Linked DNA regions of Sus scrofa: regions 1 and 2 are each linked to region 3. A link is a contact called in public HiChIP or PLAC-seq data. All regions are on one chromosome and are shown on one strand. The core of a region is the stretch at or near the end of the contact, and the rest is flanking DNA. Distances in the headings are between cores, read along the strand shown.

Region 1 (2,700 bases), core at 90-2,589, 170 kb before region 3:
AGAACAAATACCATATGGTATCACTTATATGTGGAACCTAAAATCTCACAAATGGGAATTCTTGTTGTGGATCAATGGGTTAAGAATCCGACTAGTATCCATGAGAATGGGTGCAGTTTTGATCCTGGCCTCACTCAGTGGGTTAAGGATCTGGTGTCGCCACCATAAGCTGTGGTGTAGGTCGCAGTTGAAGGTTGAATCTGGCATTGCTGTGGCTGTGGCACAGGCCTCAGCTGTAGCTCGGATTTGACTCCTAGCCTGGGAACTTCCATATGCCACAGGTGCGGCTCTAAAAAGAAAAAAAAAATGTTACAGATGAACCTATCTATAAAACAGCAACAGACTGGGTGGTATAAAGAGCAGACTTGTAGTTCACAAGGGGAAGAGAGGGAGGGAGGGAGGTGGATGGAAGGAGAGTTTGGGGTCGGTAGATGCAAACTGTTATATTTAGGTTGGATAAGCAATGAGGTCCTACTGTCTGGCATAGGGAACTATATCTAGTCTCATGGGATACAACATGATGGGAGATAATATGAAAAAAACAATGTATATATATTTATATATGCATAAGTGGGTCACTATGCTGTACAGTAGAAACTGGTACAACACTGTAAATCAATTATAATTTAATGAAAAAAAAAAAAAAAACAGGAGAGCTACACCCACCAGCTGAAGAAACCTGAGCATTTCTGTAAGTCACCCGATAAACATTTCATTTATGTGTGTGGGTGGAGGGATCAAGGTTTAAAGCAGGGACAATACTACCTACATTAGAAAACTGTATGAGAATTGAGTGAAATAGTATCATTGAAAATTTTAATAAGCAATTAATCATGATACATAGCTGGGGATTATTGTATATATTTTACTGTACCTTTCATTATCCCCGTTATGTCAATTGTAGTCAAGAAAAACAATTATTTTTAGAAGTTTAATTTATGATTTATGTTGGTTGGTGCTAGACAGAGTGACATTACCTATTTAGTCACTGTTCATTGATATTCCCACCCAACATTCTTCTAATACTGACATGGCAAATCAGAGCTTGCCTTGTGCCACAGGGAAAATCCTTGTTCAAACTTCTTTCTCCGCTAAAACAGCTTTATATTCAGTAGCTGTTCTGGGGAGAGCAATGAGCATTTCACAACAAGTTCAGTAAATGTAAGTCTAGCTATAGTTAGGCCATGAATAACTCTATACTGAGTTAAAAAAATACATATAATAATGTTTTTAACTAGTATCTCTAGCTTCAGTTTTCTAAGTTCTTATTCCTCACAGACAAAGTCTTTATATGAAATGAGACAAAGAAAAACCACACCCAAAATGCAGGATTTCACTAGTCAGACCCATTGTGTAACTGTTATCTTAATTACAGTGTATGGCACTGTACTGAAACAAGCGCACAGTGTTCCTTTCAACCATGGAGGAAAATATGAAGAACAATTATTTTATCAAGTGTGAGGTCATTTTCTTTTGCATTTATGGGGGTGCTGTGCCTGTGGCATGTGGAAACTCAAGTGACAGAAGCCACTGCAGTGACAAGGTAGGATCCTTAACCCGCAGTGCCACAAGGGAATTCTTTTTGCATCTTAAATCATTCTGTGACATTCCTATCATGCTACAAAGTCTTCCATGCCTGTCCACAAACGGGCAGTCTTAACTCCTCCAAAAAATCAAAGTATAAGCAGTTATGTGTACTTTCACATTGGTCACTGCACTAAAAGGAAATTGTGTCACATGGTCAGAATTCTGAGCAGTTCCAAAAAAACACCTGAGGCCGGGGGGGGGGGGGGGGATTATTTTTGTGAAAAGCTGCTATCTTCATTCCGCAAACACCTGAGATGTCTTTTCCTTCTGTTGATATAAACAAGGTGTGGCATTGAAAACAGCAGCAAATAAACGTTAACATCATTCTGCAACTACTGTATGAATCAGGGGCCTGCAGGGAGTGATGAAGATAAATAACCATTGAGTTGTTCTTGCCTCTTGATGGACAAACCTATGTGCCTTGGGTAAGGGCTGCAACAGTGCTTAAAAACTTAGTGCCATGAGAGCAAGTGATCCTGCCTAAAAAAAAATTTAAAGGGACCACAAAGAGGTGAGAGTTAATTTAGAGTTTAGAGAACGAGAAAAACACTTAGACGAGAAGGAAAAGCACCTTGTGTATTTATAAAGAATCTGAATTAGGAAAAAGAATGGCTTTGGATGAAGAGGAAGAGGAAGAATGGCAGAGTCATGGCCACTGGTGGGAGAGCAGATGACCAAGTGAGGCTGCAGTGATGGACAGAGGATTGATGAGGATGCCAATGTGTGTGCTAAGCATTGCTGAGCAGCTGGAGAGTCAGAGATGTTAAGAAAAGGTGGGTTCCTTGGAGTTCCTGTTGTGGCTCAGCATAAACAAACCCGACCAGCATCCATGAGGATGTGGGTTCGATCCCTGGCCTCGATCGGTGGGTTAAGGATCCGGCATTGCCATGAGCTGTGCTGTGGGTTAAGGATCTGGCAATGCTGTGAGCTGTGCTGCGGCTCAGTTCTGGCATTGCTGTGGCTGTGGTGCAGGCCGTGAGCTGCAGCTCCAATTTGACCCTAAAAAAGCAAAAAAAAAAAAAAAGAAGAGAGAAAGAAAAAGAAAAAAAAAAGAAAGAAAAGGTGGGATCCAATCAAGGTGTTTTGTTTTGTCTTGTTTTGTCTTTCTACTTC
Region 2 (2,700 bases), core at 166-2,665, 150 kb before region 3:
GATGAACTTGCAATTAAGAGATCAACAACTTAAAACAATCTCATATACATACAGACTCTTATATCAAACCTTCAGAATAACTGCAAACTGAAAATCTACAATTGATACACAAACAAGGAATCTCTGGAGAAAATATATCTCACAGTAAATAAGTGCATAATCCACCATGAAGGGGGTCATTTGACATCATTCTTGGAATGCTGAAGTCTTTTTACATTTGATTCTGATTTCCTCTCCATCAAAGAATTTATGATAATTATAATTAAATAATGCAACTATATAATTAAATAATACAGTTCTACAATTGTATTATTAATAACCATTTCTCTCCATGGTACAATGTAAGGTCTATAATGTCTTATTTATCACATCACCTAGAATGGTGTAATGCCTATACTGAAGAATCAATAAGATGTAACAAATTGTGAGGACATATTTATATAGTTACACTGTTTTTTTAACCAATTTATGCATTTCATATTTTACTTATTTTCAGAGGGTATTTTTGTTATTCTTACCAGTGAAGTTATTCTTGTTATTATGCTATATAAAATATTTAATGGTATATAAGGTTTTCTTCTTTATAAATTTTAGTTGCATAATATACACAATTTTAATATAATGCTAATTTTTAAAGAAAAATTGAAACGTAATAGATAATACTAAATAGTAAAGATGAAAGCCATACAAAATGGGATAAAGTATAGAATAAATTTCCTATTTGTCTCAGCATATTTTCCATTCCACTTCTCCAGAGGGAGTCACTTAATCTGCTTCTTAAGATCCATGATATAATAATCTGTGTGAATGTAACTGTGTTTAAATATATGTATTTTATTCTGTAAAAAAAATAAAAATAAAATTTCAAAAAAAATGTGATTGTGTATGTGCACGTGTGTGTGCCTGTGCATATATGCACATGGCAGAAAAGTTTAAAATATATGGATTTAGAGAGAGAGCATCTTGGAATCAGATCATGCCAGTAAATTTGACCTTAAAATAAAGGTAACACATATATGTTGACTATTGCATGCCAAACACTGACCTAAGTGTTTGATATTTAATCTTCAACAATGCTGTAAGGCAGAAACTTTTGTCATTCACCTCTGGTGGGCAGGACAACTTGCTCAGGGTTCTAAAGGTAGGTTAGTGAAGGAGCGAGAATTCAAGCCAGGTCTGTAGCACTCAGGGCCACAAACATACAACCCCCTTGCAGAGAGTCCTCAGGAAAGAATCTTGGTCAAGGTCAGTAATTTGGGAGCAAAAGACACCCCAGCAGTATCCAAGAACGCAAAGGAATAAACACTGCCGCTGAGACAGGTGGCGCAACATGTATCACAACACACTGCACAAGCCAAGCATTCTGTGTGTTCTATGTGGGTTATGATGGTTCCCAAGGAAAATAAGCCAGAGTTCACTGTAAGCAGTGTATCTTCAGCCCCATCTGTTCAGAGTCACGGGGAGGCTGACACACTAGGAGGCTGAAGCAGCTTAAATGCTTTCAGTTTTCAGATTCAATCACCCTTTTCCCTTCACACAAAGAGACACATCAGAGCCTACCCTATGTTAGGACATCTTGTGATATATTAAAAAGTAGAATGCCTGGTTTGAACTAAGGAGTTGGTCGAGTTTAAAAGAGAGTTGGAAAACAAATGAAAAATAAGCATGGCATCTTCCTAAGTAAGCACAGAGTGAGAAAGTACAGAAAAACTCTGAATTACGAACTTTGAAAGTAAAAAAGTTGAGCAGTTGATTAGGATAAGGAGCATTTAGGAAGGAAGGAAGGAGGGGATGAAGGTAGAAGAGAAAGAAAGAAGGGTGGGAGAGAAGGAAGGCGGGAGGAAAGAAAAGGAAAATCTGCTACCCTATTAGTTTGGTGAACATCTAATATTTTCATAAACCATTTTATTTTTTCAATAGGATAAAAATATCTCTTCCTCAATCTGTGTCTGGAGTTCTCAAAAAAGGATATGGTATTAGAAGAAAACTCACCCCCTCAGTAACCAAGCAGACCCTTTGGGGCAGGCCCTTTCCCAATATCCTCTGCTTTAGCTCCTGTCTCAAGTATAACATGTGTCTTGGAGGTTTACAGGAACATTGTGACCTGATCTCTGTGGGCAGCTATAAGAACAAAGGATTTCTGCACTAAGAAGCTTGCAACAACCAACCACGCCCTTCCCTCACTTTGCCTTTAAAAATGCTTTGCAATTTTGGTTGGGGATTTTGGTTTGGGGAGTTCGGGATTTGGGGAGGCATGTACCACCCATTTCTTTGCACCAACACGCAATAAACCTTTCTTGATCCAAACTCTGACATTTTGGTTTGTTTCGGCCTCAATCAATGTCAGGCATGTGGACTTGTGCTAACACCTCAAACTCAGCAAGGTGTTAGTTTGAGGTGCTGCAACAGTATTCTCTATGGCTTGAAAAACAACAAAGCTAAATCACAGGAAAAATTATAGAATAAGAATGCATTAAATGTTTACAGTATGCCAGGCATACTATTGCCATTTTGAAAGACATATGAAAGGGACCATTAACAACTAGGTTTCTACTGGCCCCACTCATTTCATTTATTATTTTCCAATGACACACTATCAGGCAGTGTCAATATCAAAACTGAACCAAGGACAAGAGTCATGACCTTCATCGACCCTGACTTAAAGAGCCTCCTATTTGAGGTAACTTTCCTATCATGCAA
Region 3 (2,700 bases), core at 165-2,664:
ATCATATGACTCCTGCATCATCCGGCTCATTATCCCTGGCTTCCACACAGGACCGTACCTTATCCCAATCAACTGCTGAGGATGAAGAAAACAGAACTCATATTCTCTCCTCTTCTTCTATTTGGTTTGGTACCGTTTATCATTCCCCCAACAGGATGCTGTAACCTTCAAAGTTTTTCTTGTAAACTACAGAGGCATGTATTATTTATGTAAGAAATGGATAAAATAGGTTATATGCTACCTATCAAAAAAGCCCATAGAATATGAAAAAAGGAGTAGAGTGAATCCGCAGAAAGTATTCTTAATGAGTATCATTCACACTGGACAGGGAAGATATAGAGAAATATCATTTTAAACATCGAGAAATTTAAGGTGAAATTATAATATGTCTCCTTATCTACCACAAAAAATATAGAATATGGACCCAGACTGAGGCAAAAATAATAGCTCTGGTTGCACAGCATATAAGAACTAACCTGAAACACAAAATGTAGAGATCAGAAAAAGAGACCAACTCATTTAAAAGAATGTTATACAACATTTCACCCCAGATGATGTCATTTATTTAGCAATGAAAATCATAAATATGTCAGAGTAAGCTTTTGATCCTCTTTGAAAAATGGGAGTTCCTGTTCCCTCAGTGGGTTAAGAACCAACATAGTGACAGTGGGGATGTGGGTCTGATCCCTGGCCTCACTTAGTGGGTTAAGTAGGTATTGCCAAAATCTATGCTATAGCTTTCAGATGCAGCTCGGATCCTGCATTGCCATGGCATGGCGTAGGCCGCAGCTACAACTGCAATTTGACTCCTAGCCTGGGAACCTTCCATATGCTGCCAGTGCTGCCATTAAAAAAAGAAGAAGAAAAAAAAAATGAAAGACAGAAATCTGAAAAATAGTCTTGGTATTGTTTCTTCATTTAATGAGCTTGCAAATTTTTTTTAAGCAACAAATCCTTTTTTCTTAGGCAACAATGAGCTTGAATTTGCCAAGGTCACTTAAAGGCAGAGCTCCTAACTTTTATCAGGATCCACCTCCTTGTCATCAGGACAACCTGAACTGAAGGGCAGGTCAGGATGTGGCCCTGGAGCCAGGGCGAGAGCTAGCCTTGCACTCTGCCCTGCTGCCAAGCCCTCTGTGACTCAGAAGATGACTTCATCCCCCAGACAAGAGGAGAAATCCCCTGACAACATCCTACCCAAGACACTCCCAGAGCCTTTCCTGGATTTTTAAAGATTCTGGTCACCCTGAACATGTCCAGAACAAAAGCATTAAAAAGACACCCTCAAGTCTACCTCAGAAGGTCAAAATAATTTTCAGAACTGCTTGAGTGAAGAAGGCCAAGGCCCAGGGCTCTGCCAGAGAAGGCTGGAAGGAGGGCTGTCATCACGGCTGAGATGGCCCCACCACATGGCAGGAATGAGTCACCGCAGAAGTCTCCAGCCACGGAAGGAAAGGAGGTCAGCAGGATGGACAAGGCATTGCCCACTGATGTCGTCCGATTCTTGCCACTAGAAAGTAAACAGGATGGAAGACCAAAGGGGGAAAATCGCAGCAGCACACACCAGCTCTGCCCAGAGGCCCTTCACTCAGGATCTGTGGATGCACAGCTGCTGCCCCAACCTTCCACCAAGGGCATCCCAACCCTCTACAGTTTACAGAGGGTTGCTGTGGCACTTGCTTCCCTATGCAAACCTCCACATCTACTTCCCTACTCAAAACTCCCTTTTAATTTAGATTTTCCTCTGAGATGGCTGAATCTCAGAGGTCAGTGCACTTGGAGGGGTTCCAGACTCAGCAGGCAGAAGTTTTTCATTCACACCATGGACTATAAGAATTAAACATCAAAATGAAGGCATGGCCATGAAGTATGAGGGCAACATGAAAAAAGGAGATTCAAGAAATGTATCATTTGTGCAGTTTGTTATTTGGTTTGTTAATTGGTTATATGATTACCAATTTCACTGCTTTTGTGACAGATATACTGCTGAGTGGGGATATCCCAAAATAAGTATCTTAACTGAGGCATAACTTGAACCACAGGCTTCAACCAAGTCATCACTGCTAGTCTTTTTTTTCCTCATTCCCCTAACTCGACCTTCAGTGTCATAAATACAAACGGTAGTGTTTCTTCCAAAACTAAAACAGTATTCCCTAGAGCAGAGTTTTCTATGTGCTTTATACCTGGAGTTTGAAATAATTTTTAGTCTCAAATTTCTAAAAAGACAGTCACAGAACAAATATCATATGATAGTACTTAAATGTGGAATCCGAAATATGACACAAATGAACTTATCTATGAAACAGAAACTGACTCACAGATACAGAGAACAGACTTGTGGTTGCCAAGAGGAGGGTGGGGGAAGGATGGACGGGGAGTTTGGGATTAGCAGATGCAAACTATATATAGGATGGATAAACAATGAGGTTCTACTGTAGAGTAGAGGGAACTATATTTAATATCCTGTGATTGACTATACCACAATGGAAAAGAATATGAAAAAGAATGTGTGTAAATACACACGTATATGTAAAGAATGTACATATACAGATATGTAAGTATAACTAAATCACTTTGCTGTACAGTAAAAATTATATTTTAATAAAAAAGAAAATCCACTTGCATAAGATGAAAATATCTGAACTAAATATCTTAAAATAAATTTTTAAATGGGGGGGAACCTAAAGTGTGAGAGTGTGC

Evidence for each region. HiChIP or PLAC-seq counts read pairs in DNA pulled down with a chosen protein or histone mark.
Region 1: an H3K27ac HiChIP or PLAC-seq map of alveolar macrophages shows a contact between it and region 3. The contact joins two enhancer-like sites. A contact is called at or near these places in 2 of 47 Hi-C or Micro-C datasets (alveolar macrophages and embryonic fibroblasts) and 2 of 2 datasets of contacts at active chromatin or transcription factors (alveolar macrophages and skeletal muscle).
Region 2: a contact with region 3 is called in an H3K27ac HiChIP or PLAC-seq map of alveolar macrophages. The contact joins two enhancer-like sites. A contact is called at or near these places in 1 of 47 Hi-C or Micro-C datasets (embryonic fibroblasts) and 1 of 2 datasets of contacts at active chromatin or transcription factors (alveolar macrophages).

The regions. Positions count from the first base shown.
Region 1 is chr8:45,607,407-45,610,106 of Sscrofa11.1, forward strand. All of the region lies in intron 3 of PDGFC (platelet-derived growth factor C), which reads right to left. Among named protein-coding and RNA genes, the nearest start is that of PDGFC, 200 kb to the right of the region's middle. Within about 2 kb of position 1,340, at least 4 of the 83 cell types and tissues checked have an H3K27ac peak or open chromatin away from gene starts, as enhancers often do. A contact at or near this core is called in alveolar macrophages, where this site is marked.
Region 2 is chr8:45,625,181-45,627,880 of Sscrofa11.1, forward strand. All of the region lies in intron 3 of PDGFC (platelet-derived growth factor C), which reads right to left. Among named protein-coding and RNA genes, the nearest start is that of PDGFC, 180 kb to the right of the region's middle. Within about 2 kb of position 1,416, at least 2 of the 83 cell types and tissues checked have an H3K27ac peak or open chromatin away from gene starts, as enhancers often do. A contact at or near this core is called in alveolar macrophages, where this site is marked.
Region 3 is chr8:45,778,422-45,781,121 of Sscrofa11.1, forward strand. All of the region lies in intron 1 of PDGFC (platelet-derived growth factor C), which reads right to left. Among named protein-coding and RNA genes, the nearest start is that of PDGFC, 29 kb to the right of the region's middle. Within about 2 kb of position 1,415, at least 33 of the 83 cell types and tissues checked have an H3K27ac peak or open chromatin away from gene starts, as enhancers often do. A contact at or near this core is called in alveolar macrophages, where this site is marked.